Linked DNA regions of Mus musculus: region 1 is linked to region 2. The links are chromatin contacts, called in public Hi-C maps. All regions are on one chromosome and are shown on one strand. Each heading gives the region's core, a stretch centred on a gene start, on an enhancer-like site or on the middle of the called end of the contact. The rest is flanking DNA. Distances are from core to core; before and after follow the strand shown. Region 1 has its middle 40 kb from the start of Tcf7l1. Region 2 overlaps Capg (capping protein (actin filament), gelsolin-like).

Region 1 (7,276 bases), core at 4,470-6,969, 270 kb after region 2:
TGCCCTGTGTGATATTAAAAACCAGGTGTAGACACTGCTTTGTCTGACATGGCGAGAAGTTGCCGCAGCCATAGTTGTCGGTTTGATTCAACTCTGTCGATGTCTCTACTGTTACTCCACAAATAAAGGCAAAAAAAAAAAAAAAAAAAAAAAAAAAAAATCAGCTTTTTCCATTGGGAAGGGAAAAGACCGTTATTTTTTTGCCAGATGTTCAGGAACAAGGACCTTGTTAGTTATTCGTGTGTATGTGGAGTTGTGTGTATCAGTAGAGATGTGCATAGAGGCGTTGGATCTCCTGAAGGTGGAGTTGCATGCAGGCTCTTGTGAGGCACCCAAAGTGGGAGCTGGGTACTAGTCCTTTGCAAGAGCCATATGTGCTCAACTGACAATGCTAAGCTAGCTCCTAGCGGGGCTCATTAAGAGAAGCGGGGTGGGCTCATGGATCCAAATCCAGTCTTAGTTACCCCCAACTTGGCAAGTTGAAAGGCCACTTCTGGGCAGTAAAGCCCCTGGCTCCCTCCCAAGGACCTGGTCACTATCCTCTTCTCTTGGTTCTGCTCTCCGTGGGACAGGGACAAATCTGAGGATCGTGACCACTCCCTTCTCACTGGGCTCAGTCAGCAGAGAATGGGGGCTGTCAGCAGAATCAGAATAGTGAAAGGGGTGCGGAGGGGCAAGTGGGGATCCTAATGAAGGAAGAGGTGTCATGGGTAACAGGACCCCGGACCATAGAGTGACTGACACCATGTTAGAGGTACCATTCTGACTTTAAAACCCAGCATGTAGGCTCCAACAGCTGACGAGCTGTTCATAGTTCCAGGAAAGTCCCCAAATAAAAAGTATCTGAAAGTGCTAACTTTGCTTTTTGGCTTTTGTAGTTCTGTGTCCTTCTAACTGAAGTGTGACAACCAGAATATAGTGTTTATATGTAAAAGACATGTACAGGGCACGGCATGTAAGGCTTGGGGCTGCAGGATGTGGGCAAGTTCTCCGTGCAGTCACCGGCCAGCTATAAGAGCTTTTCCTGGCTTTAACAGTCTTAGTGTGGTACTCTCTGGTGGGCATCTGGTACTTACAGCATTGGGGATGCTCTGAGCCTGAGCACCAGAGTCCATCCACAGGGAGGTTCTAGAGGAAGCATCGGTTTGACACTTGTCCTTAGGTCATGTCTGGCCTCTGAGCTCTACTCTCCACATCTGTAAAACGGTACCACAATGCCTTCCTTAAAGGTGTATCGGGAAGACCCCATGGCATGGCATGCGACTGCAGGGTGCCGAGCGGAGCACAGCATGGTAAGTGATGCGGAAATAAACCCTGAGAGGATAGTTTTTCACATTTTTTTTTCCCCTTCAAGACTGGGCCTCGGGGGCTGGTGAGATGGCTCAGTGGGTAAGAGCACCCTACTGTTCTTCCGAAGGTCCAGAGTTCAAATCCCAGCAACCACATGGTGGCTCACAGCCATCTGTAACAAGATCTGACGCCCTCTTCTGGAGTGTCTGAAGACAGCTACAGTGTACTTACATATAGTAAATAAATAAATCTTAAAAAAAAAAAAAAAAAGACTGGGCCTCATTATATAGCCTTGGCTGGCCTAGAACACTCTATGTAGACCAGGCTGGCCTCAGACTCACATGTTCTCTACCTCCCATGATGGGATTAAAGGTGTGTGCCATCACAGCTCAGCCTTTTTTGTCTCTCACCACCACCCCCTCCCCCCCTTTTGGGTTTTGAGAATGGTTCTCACTCTGTAGTCAAGGCTGGCCTGGAACTCATGGTCCTCTCACCTTACCTTATCCCTCTCTGGGATGTCAGGTGTGCTGGGATGTCAGGTGTGCTGGGATGTCAGGTGTGCTGGGATGTCAGGTGTGCTGGGATGACTGATAAGTGTGCTGGGATGTCAGGTGTGCTGGGATGACTGATAAGTGTGCTGGGATGACAGGTGTGCTAGGATGACTGACAGGTGTGCTGGGATGACTGTCAGGTGTGCTAGGATGACTGACAGGTGTGCTAGGATGACTGACTGACAGGTGTGCTGGCATGACAGGTGTGCTGGGATGACAGATGAGTGTTTCCATTTTCTGAAAAGATTTTTGTTGTTGTTTTTTTCTCATTTTTTGGTTTATTTATTTGTTTACTTATTTACTTAATTTTAACAAGATCTTTCTACATAACCTGTTATGGAACTCACTACATAGACCAGGCTGACCTTGAACTTAAGAGATCTGCCTGCCTCTCTCTCCCAAGTGCTGGAATTAAAGCTGTGTGTTACCATGCCCTGCCTAAAAAAGATTTTTTAATTGGTCAACACGACTTCTCTTGAAAGGTGGGCCCTCGATTAAGAAACTGACCAGAAAGATTATAAAGCCATGGGAGGCTGGGGGCTCTGACAGGCTTGACAGTGGCAGCAGATGTCTTTTCCTAAGCTAAAGTCCCCACCTCCCTGTAGTCTCCCCTCCCCCAGCCTGAAACCTGCTTGCTCAGGGGTGGAGCTTCCTGCTCATTCGTTCTGCCACGCCCACTGCTGGAACCTGCCGCTTTGCTGTTTGGAGCCACACACGTGCTCACCTTTCTACTGGATCAGAGATTATTCGGCGGGAATCGGGTCCCCTCCCCCTTCCTTCATAACTAGTGTCGCAACAATAAAATTTGAGTTTTGATCAGAATGAATTTGTCTTAGCTCCGTTTCTTCTTTCGCCCCCTAGATTCCTCTCTTACAGCTTGAGTAGCCATATCAGTCGAACCGTTCACGTTACGAGCTGCTGGCGGCCGCAACACCTCCCTATTCCCTTTTCATTGAGACCTGTATGTGTGATGTATGTGGATATGTGTGCAAAGGTATCTGGGGGCCAGAAGAGCATATCTGGTGTCCTGCTCTACCACTCTGCCTTATTCCCAGAGACAGGGCCTCTCACTGAACCTGGAGATAGACTGGCTGCCAGCAAGCCATAACAATCCCCCATGTTTGTCCCTCACAGCACTGAGGCTACCCACATAGCAGTGTATAGCTTTTTATGTGGGGTCTAAGAATTTGAACTCAGATCCTCTGTGGGTCAGCCCTATTTTCCTCTCCGGGAAGAAATAAGGCCCAGACTGAACTACCACTAAAGAGCAACATCAGGGCTGGGCTGACTGCTCAATGCTTAAGACTGAACACTGCTCTTGTGTAGGACCCCAGTGTGGTTCCCAGGACCTATGTCAGGCTGTTCCTAGCCTCCTGTAACCTCAGTCCCAGTTAACTGCTGCCCTCTTCTGGCATCCACAGGCACTACACTCATGTGCGTCCACATTTGCACCTAAGTAAAAGATGAAACAAAGGCTCCAGGGGCTGAGGGGAAGGGAGGAGAAGGGACATTTGTTTGCTTGCTTGTTTGTGGCACTGGAGTTTGAACCCAGAGCATCTCACACACTAGGCAAGCACGGTCTCCTTGGGCTAAGTTCCTGCCTAGGAGGATTTTGTTGTTTCTTAAATCTTTCTCTTCCCATTGCCTGTAAAGTCTCAAACCTAGGACAAATGGCTGAGGTACCTATTTAACATATCAAAGTGGACCTGGCTGCCAGGTTCTCCCAGCATCCCTCAGTCCCTACCTGTCACAGGATATAGCGGGCTTTGAGTTCACAAATGCTCAAGCTACACCCAGTGTGGCACACAGTCTCCTTCTGTGGAAACGTAGAACTCTGGGTTCCTACAGCACCATGTATGCCTGCACGTGGTTAAGTTCCCCACCATGATTGATGATAATGGATCAAACCTCTGAAACTGTAAGCCAGCTCCAATTAAATGTTTTCTTTTAGAAGAGTTGCCTTGGTCATGGTGTCTCTTCATAGCAATGAAACCCTAAGACATTCTCCTTCCAGAATTTTCTCAAGGGCTTTTTACATACTAGATGAAACATTTTACAAAGTGAGCTCTATCCCCAGAACTGCCTCCAACTTTGCATTTAAAAATTACTATTTATTTATACATCATTATGATGATGATGATGATGATGATGTTGGTTTTTCGAGACAGGGTTTCTCTGCATAGCTCTGGCTGTCCTGGAACTCACTTTGTAGACCAGGCTGGCCTCAAACTCAGAAATCTGCCTGCCTCTGCCTCCAAGTGTGCCACCACTGCCCGGCTTATTTATACTTTAAATTTTAGTTTTATTTTGTGTGCATGGGTGTGTTGCCTATTTGTCTGTCTGTCTACCACATGCATGCTTAATGCCTGCAGAGGCCAGAAGAAGGTGTCAGATCCTTAGAATGGAGCTACAGTTACAAGCCACCACGTATGTGCTGGGAATTGAACCTGGGTCCTTTGCAAGAGCAGCCAGTGCTTTTAGCCACTAAGCTATCTCTCCAGCCTTATTACTTATTTACTTTGATATCTTTGGAGACAGATTCTCTTTACATAGCCCTGGCTATCCTGGAACTCACTATGTAGATTGGATTGGCCTCAAACTCAGATCTGCCTGTCTCTGCCTCCTGAGTGCTGGCATTAAAAGCCTGTGCCACCACACCTGTGGCCCTTCCCCCCAATTATTTCTCTATGTTCTCATTAGTGCAGTGCTTGAAGTCAGAAGAAGATAACAGATACCCTCAGCTTGAGTTCCAGATGGTTGTGAGCCACCCTGTGTGGGTGCTGTGTCCTGTCCCCAGGAATAGGAGAACACCATCTTAACTGCTGAGCCATCTCTTCAGCCCCCCACCTCCTGCCTTTCACTAGCAATATCAACTAGGGGTTTATGTGCAATCATTTTCAAAATGCTTTGTAATCGCCATATCCTCAGTGTCCCGTGTAAGTGCCCATGTAAGCAGTCTTAGGTCCTTTTGAGGGAAAGGCTGGAAGGGTCATTGCCAAGTTCAGTGGCTCTTGCTCCAGAGGTCCTTTCTTCTGGAGTTCTAGCATCTTTCATCTGCAGGCTTATGTTTTATAGCCTTATAACTTCAAATGGGCAACTGCCCTCAGCTTGCCCCTATCCATCCTGATTTTCTCTGGATAATTCAGTTGGAGTAGAACTATTTTTTTTAAAGTATACTACTTTTTTATTTTTATTTTTTATTATACATAAATTCACTGTAGCTGACTTCAGACACACCAGAAGAGGGCGTCAGATCTCATTATGGGTGGTTGTGAGCCACCATGTGGTTGCTGGGATTTGAACTCAGGACCTTTGGAAGAGCAGTCAGTGCCCTTACCCGCTGAGCCATCTCTAGAACTATTGTTTGCTGTTGGTTTTGTTTGTTTGTTTTTCGAGACAGGGTTTCTCTGTGTAGCCCTGGCTGTCCTGGAACTAACTCTGTAGACCAGGCTGGCCTCGAACTCAGAAATCCACCTGCCTCTGCCTCCCGAGTGCTGGGATTAAAGGCGTGTGCCACCACCACCCGGCTAACTGTTTGGTTTTTTTAAATTAGTTACAATGAACCTCTCTTCTCCAAATTCCTTCTGATGGTCCCTGTAAGCTGCAACTTGCTCTGCATAGCCATCACTGCAAGGTTCCCTGGAGAACGAGAAAGCCAGGTCAGAGAGAAAGCAGGAGGGTACCACAAGCTGATAAATGGCAGTGTTGGCACTGAAACCAAGCGGTCTCCTGCAGAAACCCAGTTGCCTCTTATCCAGGGAACTCTGTTAAGTGGGCCCACCTGTTTTGAGGTTGCTTCCAAAGCCTAAGGGCAAAGACAAGGGGTTGTTTCTCTATCTTACATTGATCTACTGCCCCCACGTGGCCACATATTGAACTTCACCCCTGTTTGATCCCAAACTATGAGCCCCCTTCCTCACCCTAGTGGGAAACAGACCTGTGTGCATCAGACAGCAACCTGGGACCTGAGACAGATCCTTCATCTTCCTAGACCTCAGCTGCATTCTTCTGAAAACAGTGGATACCAGGTTAATCAAAAATATGAAGTAGTCGGGCAGTGGTGGCGCACGCCTTTAATCCCAGCACTTGGGAGGCAGGGGCAGGCGGATTTCTGAGTTTGAGGCCAGCCTGGTCTACAGAGTGAGTTCCAGGACAGCCAGGGCTACACAGAGAAACCCTGTCTCAAAACAAAACAAAACAAAACAAAACAAAACAAAACAAAACCAAATCCAAAAAAGTATGAAGTAAAATAACATAGCCAAATTCTGGTCGGAGTTGTAATGTTTAATTTCTTCTTGTTTAAGACAATGTGGCCTCATACCTCAGCACTGAGCAAACTGCAAAACTGGCTGGAGTTCAACACGGGGAACCCCAGGCCACTTCCTTTAGACAGTGGGGAATAGCTTGGTGTTCTCTGGGCTCAGATTCTCTTATCTCCAGATGGTTGTGAGCCACCATGTGGGTGTTGAGAATTGAACTTGAGTTCTCTGCAAGAGCAGCCAGTGCTCTTAACCACTGAGCCATCTCTCCAGCTCCTCCTAGGATCTGCATTGAATGGAAGGGTTTACGTTTCTGGGAGGGACTGTGGAGATAGCTTACTATTTAAGGTATACACAGTACATGCATGAGGACCTGTGTTCGCTCCTACCAGTCATGTTAAAAGCCAGGTACAGGACCCGGTACATGCTTTAAGCCCAGCACGCAGGAGGCAGAAGCAGCTGGATCTCTGTGAATTTGAGGTCAGCCTGGTCTACATAGAGAGACCCTGTCTTAAAAAAGAGTCTCGTCTAGACAAGTCAGGGAGCTACAGATTCAGTGAGACTCTGCTTCTATGGGCGATAGAGCAAGATGAACTATGTGGACCTCTGTCTGCCATATGCATGCATGCGTGTGAACATGCACACATATGCGTATGTGTATGAATATACACACATGCATATATACATAGATACACACATGTGCATGCACATATTCATGAACATGAGTACATAAATATACAGACTTGCTGAGAGGTTCATTATTTTTTCTGCCCTCTGATTTAAAGATTCTTCGTGAAGAAAGGTCTCCACTAAGCAAGGCATTGTTGCTTTTAAAGCTGGAAGTACTTCACAGTAAAGGTCACAGAACAGGTTTTTCTCTCAAGCCTCCCTTCTTGGACAATGGTTGAAGCCATCCAGATGTAAGGTTGCCAGGTGCCTTCACAGATGTTACTCCTCAGTGATGCAGCCAGCTGAGGTTCCCAAGACACATCTAAGGAGCCTCTTCAGCCCCAGAAGGCAGCCTGGGCTGGGACCTGTTCCTGGGGTCTGCTGCTTCTCCGATGTGGCCCAGCAGCCGTAGAATAGCCTGTTCATTGACATGAAATGGCTTCCTTATGGCTGATCCCCAGCCTCACAGAGCAAGGATGGAAGCCTAGCCCTGACTGCACATTCGTG
Region 2 (6,819 bases), core at 792-3,291:
GATGGCTTGATCAGAGCTAGGAGAGTCTGCTGATACAGGAGAAAAGTTTTTATTTTGTCTATTTATTTATTAATTTACTTAATCTTAGCTTAGAGCTGCCACCTTTCTGGGGAAAGTATTAGGTGGCTGATTTCATACCCCAGAGACTCCCTCAACATTCTTGGGGACTCCGGGTTCATTTGTTTTAAAAACTGTCAGGTGTTCTGGGACCCTTTAAGTTTCCTCAAGAGAAATGGGATGGAGCCTAGAGTACGCGCCCACCCCCCACCCCCCCCAGTGCCTCGTGCGGCCCAGGCTCCCTGTGTATCTGAAGATGAGCTTGCAGGTGGTTTTCTGTGGTGCTAGGGCAGAACACAGAGCTTCAGGAATGTTGGGCAGGCCTTCTGCGGTCAGCCCCACCCACTCTCTTCTCATTTTGAAATCTGTGTTCCAGGGAGAAAAGCTAATGAGAAAGAGCGGCAGGCAGCCCTCCAAGTGGCTGATGGCTTCATCTCTCGAATGAGGTATTCCCCAAACACTCAGGTGAGGACGGGACCATTTCCCCCACCTCCTCCAGGGAGGACCCTTCTTCCTGTGACTTCCAACTCCCAGACTGGACAAGAGCAGGACAGCTCAGGAATTGGGAGCAGACCGGCTTACCTTCAGACCTGTTAGGTGGAAAGGCCTTTTCAGTCTTTTAGCATTAAACAACAACAACAACCTCAAAACTTGTTTCCAAAGAGACTCCCGGGAGCCTGCAGGACAGCATGTCACTCGGTGGCTGGCTATCCTCAGCATGGTGGCTGCACGAGCCATTCTCCTTCTGCCTCTCTGTCCCAGGGTCTCATGTAGCCCAGGCTTGGCCTCTCTGTATAGCCAGGGATGGTCTTGAACTTCTGCTCTTCTTGCCTGTACTTCCCAGTTATTAGGACTCTAAGTGTGTGTCACCTCATCTGGTTTCCCCGGTGCTGGGAATTGAACCCAGGGCATCCTCAGCTCTCCCTCCCCCCCCTTTTTTTTAAATTTATATTGCAGACATACATATGCAATACATTTGTTTGTTTGTTTATTATATGTAAGTACACTATAGCTGTCTTCAGACACTCCAGAAGACGGCATCAGATTTCGTTACTGATGGTTGTGAGCCACCATGTGGTTGCTGGGATTTGAACTCAGGACCTTTGGAAGAGCAGTTGGCGCTCTTAACTGCTGAGCCATCTCACCAGCCCCACCTTCCCCTTTTTTGAGACAGTGTCTCCCCCTGTTGCCCAGATTAGCTTAGAATTCACTATGCATAGCCTGGCTGGCCTTGAACTCACAGCAGTTCTCCTGTCTCAAGCATCTCAAGTGCTGAGATCATAGGTGTGAATCCCAGGAGTCAGTTCTGGGAAAGACGATGTCTACTGGGTGGCATCTGCCAGACTGAGGGCCCCATCCTTGAAGCTGTGTCTCCTGTCTTCTCAGAACAGGCCTACACTGCTTGCCTCCTCTTACCTGGTGCTACAAGGGCTCTTGTCTTCTTGAATGAAAGAATTCAGTCAAGACACAGACAGTCTGAGCAAAAGTTTATTTAGTAAATTCAAGCAAAGGAACACTGCAAAGAGAGATTGGTGTGCATCCAATCCCCCCTCCGCCCCCGCCCCCCCCCCCCCCGTGATGGGGAGCTCTCTCTGGGTTCTGCACTGTGGATGTTGAAGACAATTTTATAAAATATTTGTGAGGTGGGTGGTATGTTTATGGGGTAAAGTGGTCTTTTTCTCTCCTAAATCACGATAGGCCAGATAGCCCTTTAGAGGATTTTCCCCCCCATAATCCTCTAGGAAAACCCACAAAAGTGTGTGTGTGTGTGTGTGTGTGTGTGTGTGTGTGTGTGTGTGTGTGTGTGAGTGTGGTGGGGTATCCAAAAACCACAGTACAAGTGATATTAGTGAGCACAGGTCACTTGAAGATGCAGACCCTTTGGCTGATGGAACACACGAGGGAAAATGCCCTAGCACCGTACGTAGTCTCTGGTGTAGCAGGGCAACCTAACTACAGGGCATGACAAGAATCCTGAGTCACAGAGGAGCATTCTCTCAGGAGACAAAGCTGGCAGCGCAGCTGCAGTGTCTCTCGGTTAGGTTACATCTGATCTCAGTCCTTGCTGCCTACCCCTGTCATTGGTGTCCTTTGCCCCTCCCACTTCCTCAGAAGTAGAGGTGGGCAGCCTGTGAGCCCAGCTTTTCTCCCACTGCAGGTGGAGATACTGCCCCAGGGCCGAGAGAGTCCCATCTTCAAGCAATTCTTCAAGAACTGGAAGTGAGGGTGGGTGTCCCCCATCTCTGCTCTCCTGCCTCCCACCCCTGCCTGCTGGGTCAGCACTGAGGTGCCCTCTGGATGCTCAATAAAGGACACATTCCATTCCCTGCTCTCTTCCTGTGTGGCTTGTCCCTCACCCCATCCCCCACTGGCTTTAGTCCCACCTGTTCACTCAGGCTCAGCCCCATGCTGAGCGGAGAGTAGAACATAAATGCAAGTCCATAGCTCCCAGGAGCCCAGGACTGGCTCTGCATGACCAGAACTTGCCATCAAGCTGCTGGCCAACTCCCACCATGCCCAGAAGAACCTAATAAGGAGGCGGCACCATGCCAGGCCTCAGCGTCGCTTTCAAGTCTCACATTCCCAGCTGAGTCAAGGCAGTGGCTGTGACTTGGGATAGATTTCGGTTCAAGCCAGTAATTTCCTCAGACACCCTAACAAACACCCCCGAGGCAGTTTTAAATGATGACACTCACCCAGGAGTGGAACAGAACGTGCCGCAGCCCTAGAACAGGCTAGCTGTTGTCCCTTGCTCAACTGAGTTTTGTGTTTGGCTGAGCAGCCCAAGGCCTGTGTGTGTAAAGCATCCTTCTATAGGGGAGAGGCCCTGAATGCATGTGTGTGTATGTGAAAAACTCCAGTTTATACAGGAGCAGCCCTGTTTCTGACCCTTGGCTGCTTGCTCTCCCTGGTCCCAGCCCTGTTCTGTTTTTTGTTCATGGCGTGGTATGGCCTGACAAAGAGGACAGAGTGCGTGTGCTAGGGAGAAGAGATGTCTATAATCCTGACACTTCTGAGGCAGAGGCAGGGGGATTGTGAATTCAGCCTTCGCTATAGAGCGAGTCCAAAGTCAGCCTAGGCGATATGGAACCCTATCTCAAAATAAACTAGCTAGAGAGGGGCGGGGGGATGTGCCACAAAGAGTACCCCTCAACACCCAACAGTGTGTGATGTCTTGGTGACAGCAGCCACCCTGAGTGTGGCTTCCGAGCTGTCACACACTGGCTTGTTCTGGCCCACACAAACCCGGGAAGGCTGATCAAATTCATCCTGCCGATTTTGTGCTAAGAAGCAGGGGAAGGCAAACTCCTTTAAGACCCCCTCTTTGGTGACCCTGAGACCTCCAGCCTCTGATTGGCCACACAGGAGTACGTGCCAGGGAGAGAGAAAGGCTGACACCCACTCAGTAATTCTGACAGTTTTAGATTTATGGAGTACTTTAAGGTCTTCCATGGATAGCTGTCCCCGCTACACCCAAGAAAAGCACACAGTTTTTCAACCACTATCAGAGGTCTCCTAACTCCACCTCAACTCTCAAGTGAATCTATTAGTAGAACTGATTCCTGGGTTATCCTGGAGCTATGTGCACCCTGATCTGGTTGAAGGGTTCCTGCTGGGGATGCTGGCCCCTTCCAGCCAGATGCTCCTAGGGTCCACCTGGCTTGGGCCCTGATATGCTGGGATCCTGTTCTTTCAGCCTTGCAGGCTCTAGCAAGGGACGGATGGTAGGGAAGGAAGCACCAAACTGACACGGGACTGAGTTGCCTTCCTGGCCTCTCTGCTGGCCTGTGAACATGGGGGCTGGAGGAAGTGGCGTGGTAATAAAGCATAATTGAGACCCTGTAGATAGGACGGAAGGCCAACTGCAGGGCATGTCACAAGCACCCTGGGAGGCCTGCTTGTCTCTGGACCAGATTTGGAGTGGCCAGAGACAGGCAGAGATGGACACAGGCCTCTAGAGCTTCATTTAAGGGAAGATGGGAGGAGCACAGGGGGCTCCAGGCTCTGGGGTGGTCAGGTGTGTGTGTGTGTGTGAGTGTGTGTGTGTGTCTGGGGTGGTCAGGTGTGTGTGTGTGTGTGTGTGTGTGTGTGTGTGTCTGGGGTGGTCAGGTGTGTGTGTGTGTCTGGGGTGGTCAGGTGTGTGTGTGTGTCTGGGGTGGTCAGGTGTATGTGTGTGTGTGTCTGGGGTGGTCAGGGGTGTGTGTGTGTGTGTGTGTGTGTGTGTGTGTCTGGGGTGGTCAGGTGTGTGTGTCTGTCTGGGGTGGTAGGTGTGTGTCTGTCTGGGGTGGTCAGGTGTGTGTGTCTGTCTGGGGTGGTCAGGTGTGTGTGTGTCTGGGGTGGTCAGGTGTGTGTGTGTGTGTGTGTCTGGGGTGGTCAGGTGTGTGTGTGTGTCTGGGGTGGTCAGGTGTGTGTGTGTGTGTGTGTGTGTGTGTGAGAGAGAGAGGCTGGGGTGGTCAGGTGTGTGTGTGAGAGAGGCTGGGGTGGTCAGGTGTGTGTGTGTGTGTCTGGGGTGGTCAGGTGTGTGTGTGTGTCTGGGGTGGTCAGGTGTGTGTGTGTGTCTGGGGTGGTCAGGTGTGTGTGTGTGTGTGTGTGTGTGTGTGTGTGTGTGAGAGGCTGGGGTGGTCAGGTGTGTGTGTGAGAGAGGCTGGGGTGGTCAGGTGTGTGTGTGTGTGTGTGAGAGAGGCTGGGGTGGTCAGGTGTGTGTGTGTGTGTGTGTGTGTGTGTGTGTGTGTCTGGGGTGAGGGAGCAACAGCCAGGCCCAGGCCCAGGCCCAGAGGCAAAAGCAGGAGACCCCTGGGGTGGACACCACACCAGTCAGCCTTAACAAGAGCACCGTGCTTATTGGCCAGAGCTTGCAAGAAATCTCCAGGCCGGGGTGTGCAAGATGGCTGAACAGGTAAGGAGCCCACCACGGAAGCCTGATGACCTGGCTTTGAATTCCTAGAACTTAAAGGTGTTAGGAGTGAAGCAACTTCACGAAGCTGGCCTTTGACCTCCTCATGCTTGCTTTATCATGCGTGTGCCCCACACCCCGTGTCATACACACAACCAATAATGATACAGAAAAAGACATCTTTGTGCCTGCAGGTGCAGCTGGGGAGCTCAGGTGGTGTGTAGCCACGGAGTAGTTAAAAGACTCCAATCTGGGGTCTGCAACCCCACTGAACCCTAGGCACTTGGATCTGCCTGTCTCAGTCCGGTGTTCAGACAGCAGGGGGTTGGGGGTGGGGGACAGGCCAGCCCTGAAAGAACTTCATCTTGGAAGAAAATACCAGAGATTACAACAATTCCTTTATTCTAAAACTGCTGGTGGGTGAGTTTCCTTTGCCTCTCAGCCAGGGTAGATAGGTAGTGGTCTCCATAGGCGCTCCAGCCTGTGGGCGTTGGGGGTGGGACGCTCAATGACTAGTCTAGCCAGCCGAGTACCCATTTCTAGATTACAAACAATGGTGGGCAAAGGAGAGGGAGGGGAAAGAGGAGAAGGGTAGGGTGGAAACAAGTGTCTTGAAAAATCGGTGGCTGGAGGAAGAGAGGACCTGCCTATCAGTCACTTTTTCTGTGTTGTGCTGCCCCCTGATGGCTGAAGATATTGCTGTCTCTGTCCTTCCAATTCCAACCACAGACACTGGGGACAGCTGTTGGGAGTCAGAATCTTGGCTGTTGCTTCCAGGGTCTCTGCCTCTAGGTGCAGACGTGTAGGCAATTCTGATAGGGCTGTCTGGCCCTGTGCTCTGTTCAGTTCCACTGAGATATCAGGAGTCCAACCCTGTGAAGTGGAGTCCAGCTGGGAAGGACAGAAGACTCCGTGCTTGGAGGACGGCATGGGGGGGTAATTCTAGCTGCCTGAATGTGCTCTGCTGATGTAGAAATGTGGGCGTGGGTGTCACTACACACACCCGGGAGCCTCCTAGTCTCATCTGCAGGGGCACGAAGGGCTTTGGCCCAGACATGATTCTTTAGTTCAGAGAGCCCCAGCGACCCAGCCTGTCCTGGTCTCTCCGTGGTGGGTCAGATCAACCCTGCACTCTCGAATGAGTGAGACTGCAGGTCACACACGCCTGTGAAAGTGAGATCCCTGGAGTGAGGTCCCTGTGATCCAGGGCGCTTGTGTGCCTCCAACAAGGAGGTCTGTCCCTTTGACACCTGGGCGAGGTAGTCATCCAGGGTCTTGAGCAGTCGTTTTGGGCTCTTCTTGGCCAACGCTTCCAAGTCTGGAACAGAGGAGAGCAGGGAATGAAGGCTTAAGGGTCTTGGGGTGGCACTCAAATCCAGAAGCAAGTGCAATGGCTGTGTGGACCTCTCCAAACCCTGCCCTTGTTTGTGTTTTGAGACAGGGTTTCTCTGTGTTTCCCAGACCACACAGGAACTCACTCTGTAGACCAGGCTGGCCTCGAACTCACAGAGATCTGCCTGCCTCTGTCTTCTGAGTGCTGGGATCAAAGGCCTGCGCCACCACATCCTGCTGCTACCCCTGTCCTTTAAAGATAGAACAGTCATCAAAGATGGCCAAATGGCAAAACCAGAGAGCGCCCAGGGGCCACTTCCTTGCTGTGACACAGAATTCAACTCTGCAGAATCAGTCCAACCACCAGGCCTTGGCTTCCACAGCCTTCAGTGTTTAAGGTTTTTATTTTTTATTTTTATTTTTTATTTATTTATTTTATTTTAAATTTATTTTATATGTATTACTTTTATTTATTTTATATGTACTATTTGTTTGTTTGTTTGTTTTTTGAGACAGAGTTTCTCTGTGTAGCCCTG

What was found. A called contact is a pair of places that touch in the nucleus more often than the background predicts.
Region 1: a contact with region 2 is called in a Hi-C map of differentiating embryonic stem cells, with 4 times the contacts expected there. The contact joins two enhancer-like sites. A contact is called at or near these places in 3 of 15 datasets of contacts at CTCF or cohesin (embryonic stem cells and stem cell-derived epiblast-like cells), 33 of 484 Hi-C or Micro-C datasets (differentiating embryonic stem cells, embryonic stem cells, haploid embryonic stem cells and 3 more), 9 of 115 datasets of contacts at active chromatin or transcription factors (embryonic stem cells, epiblast stem cells and stem cell-derived neural progenitor cells) and 3 of 9 other capture datasets (adipose tissue, embryonic stem cells and pancreatic islet).

Annotation. Positions count from the first base shown.
Region 1 is chr6:72,825,817-72,833,092 of GRCm38.p6, forward strand. No RefSeq gene overlaps it. Among named protein-coding and RNA genes, the nearest start is that of Tcf7l1, 40 kb to the left of the region's middle. Within about 2 kb of position 5,720, at least 5 of the 459 cell types and tissues checked have an H3K27ac peak or open chromatin away from gene starts, as enhancers often do. A contact at or near this core is called in differentiating embryonic stem cells, where this site is marked.
Region 2 is chr6:72,560,595-72,567,413 of GRCm38.p6, forward strand. It overlaps Capg (capping protein (actin filament), gelsolin-like), which reads left to right. Exons shown (of 10, transcript NM_001042534.3): 9 at 434-522; 10 at 2,216-2,389. The coding sequence ends at 2,281. It overlaps Elmod3 (ELMO/CED-12 domain containing 3), which reads right to left. Exons shown (of 12, transcript NM_001253692.1): 12 at 5,328-6,269. The coding sequence ends at 6,067. Among named protein-coding and RNA genes, the nearest start is that of Capg, 15 kb to the left of the region's middle. Within about 2 kb of position 2,042, at least 40 of the 459 cell types and tissues checked have an H3K27ac peak or open chromatin away from gene starts, as enhancers often do. A contact at or near this core is called in differentiating embryonic stem cells, where this site is marked.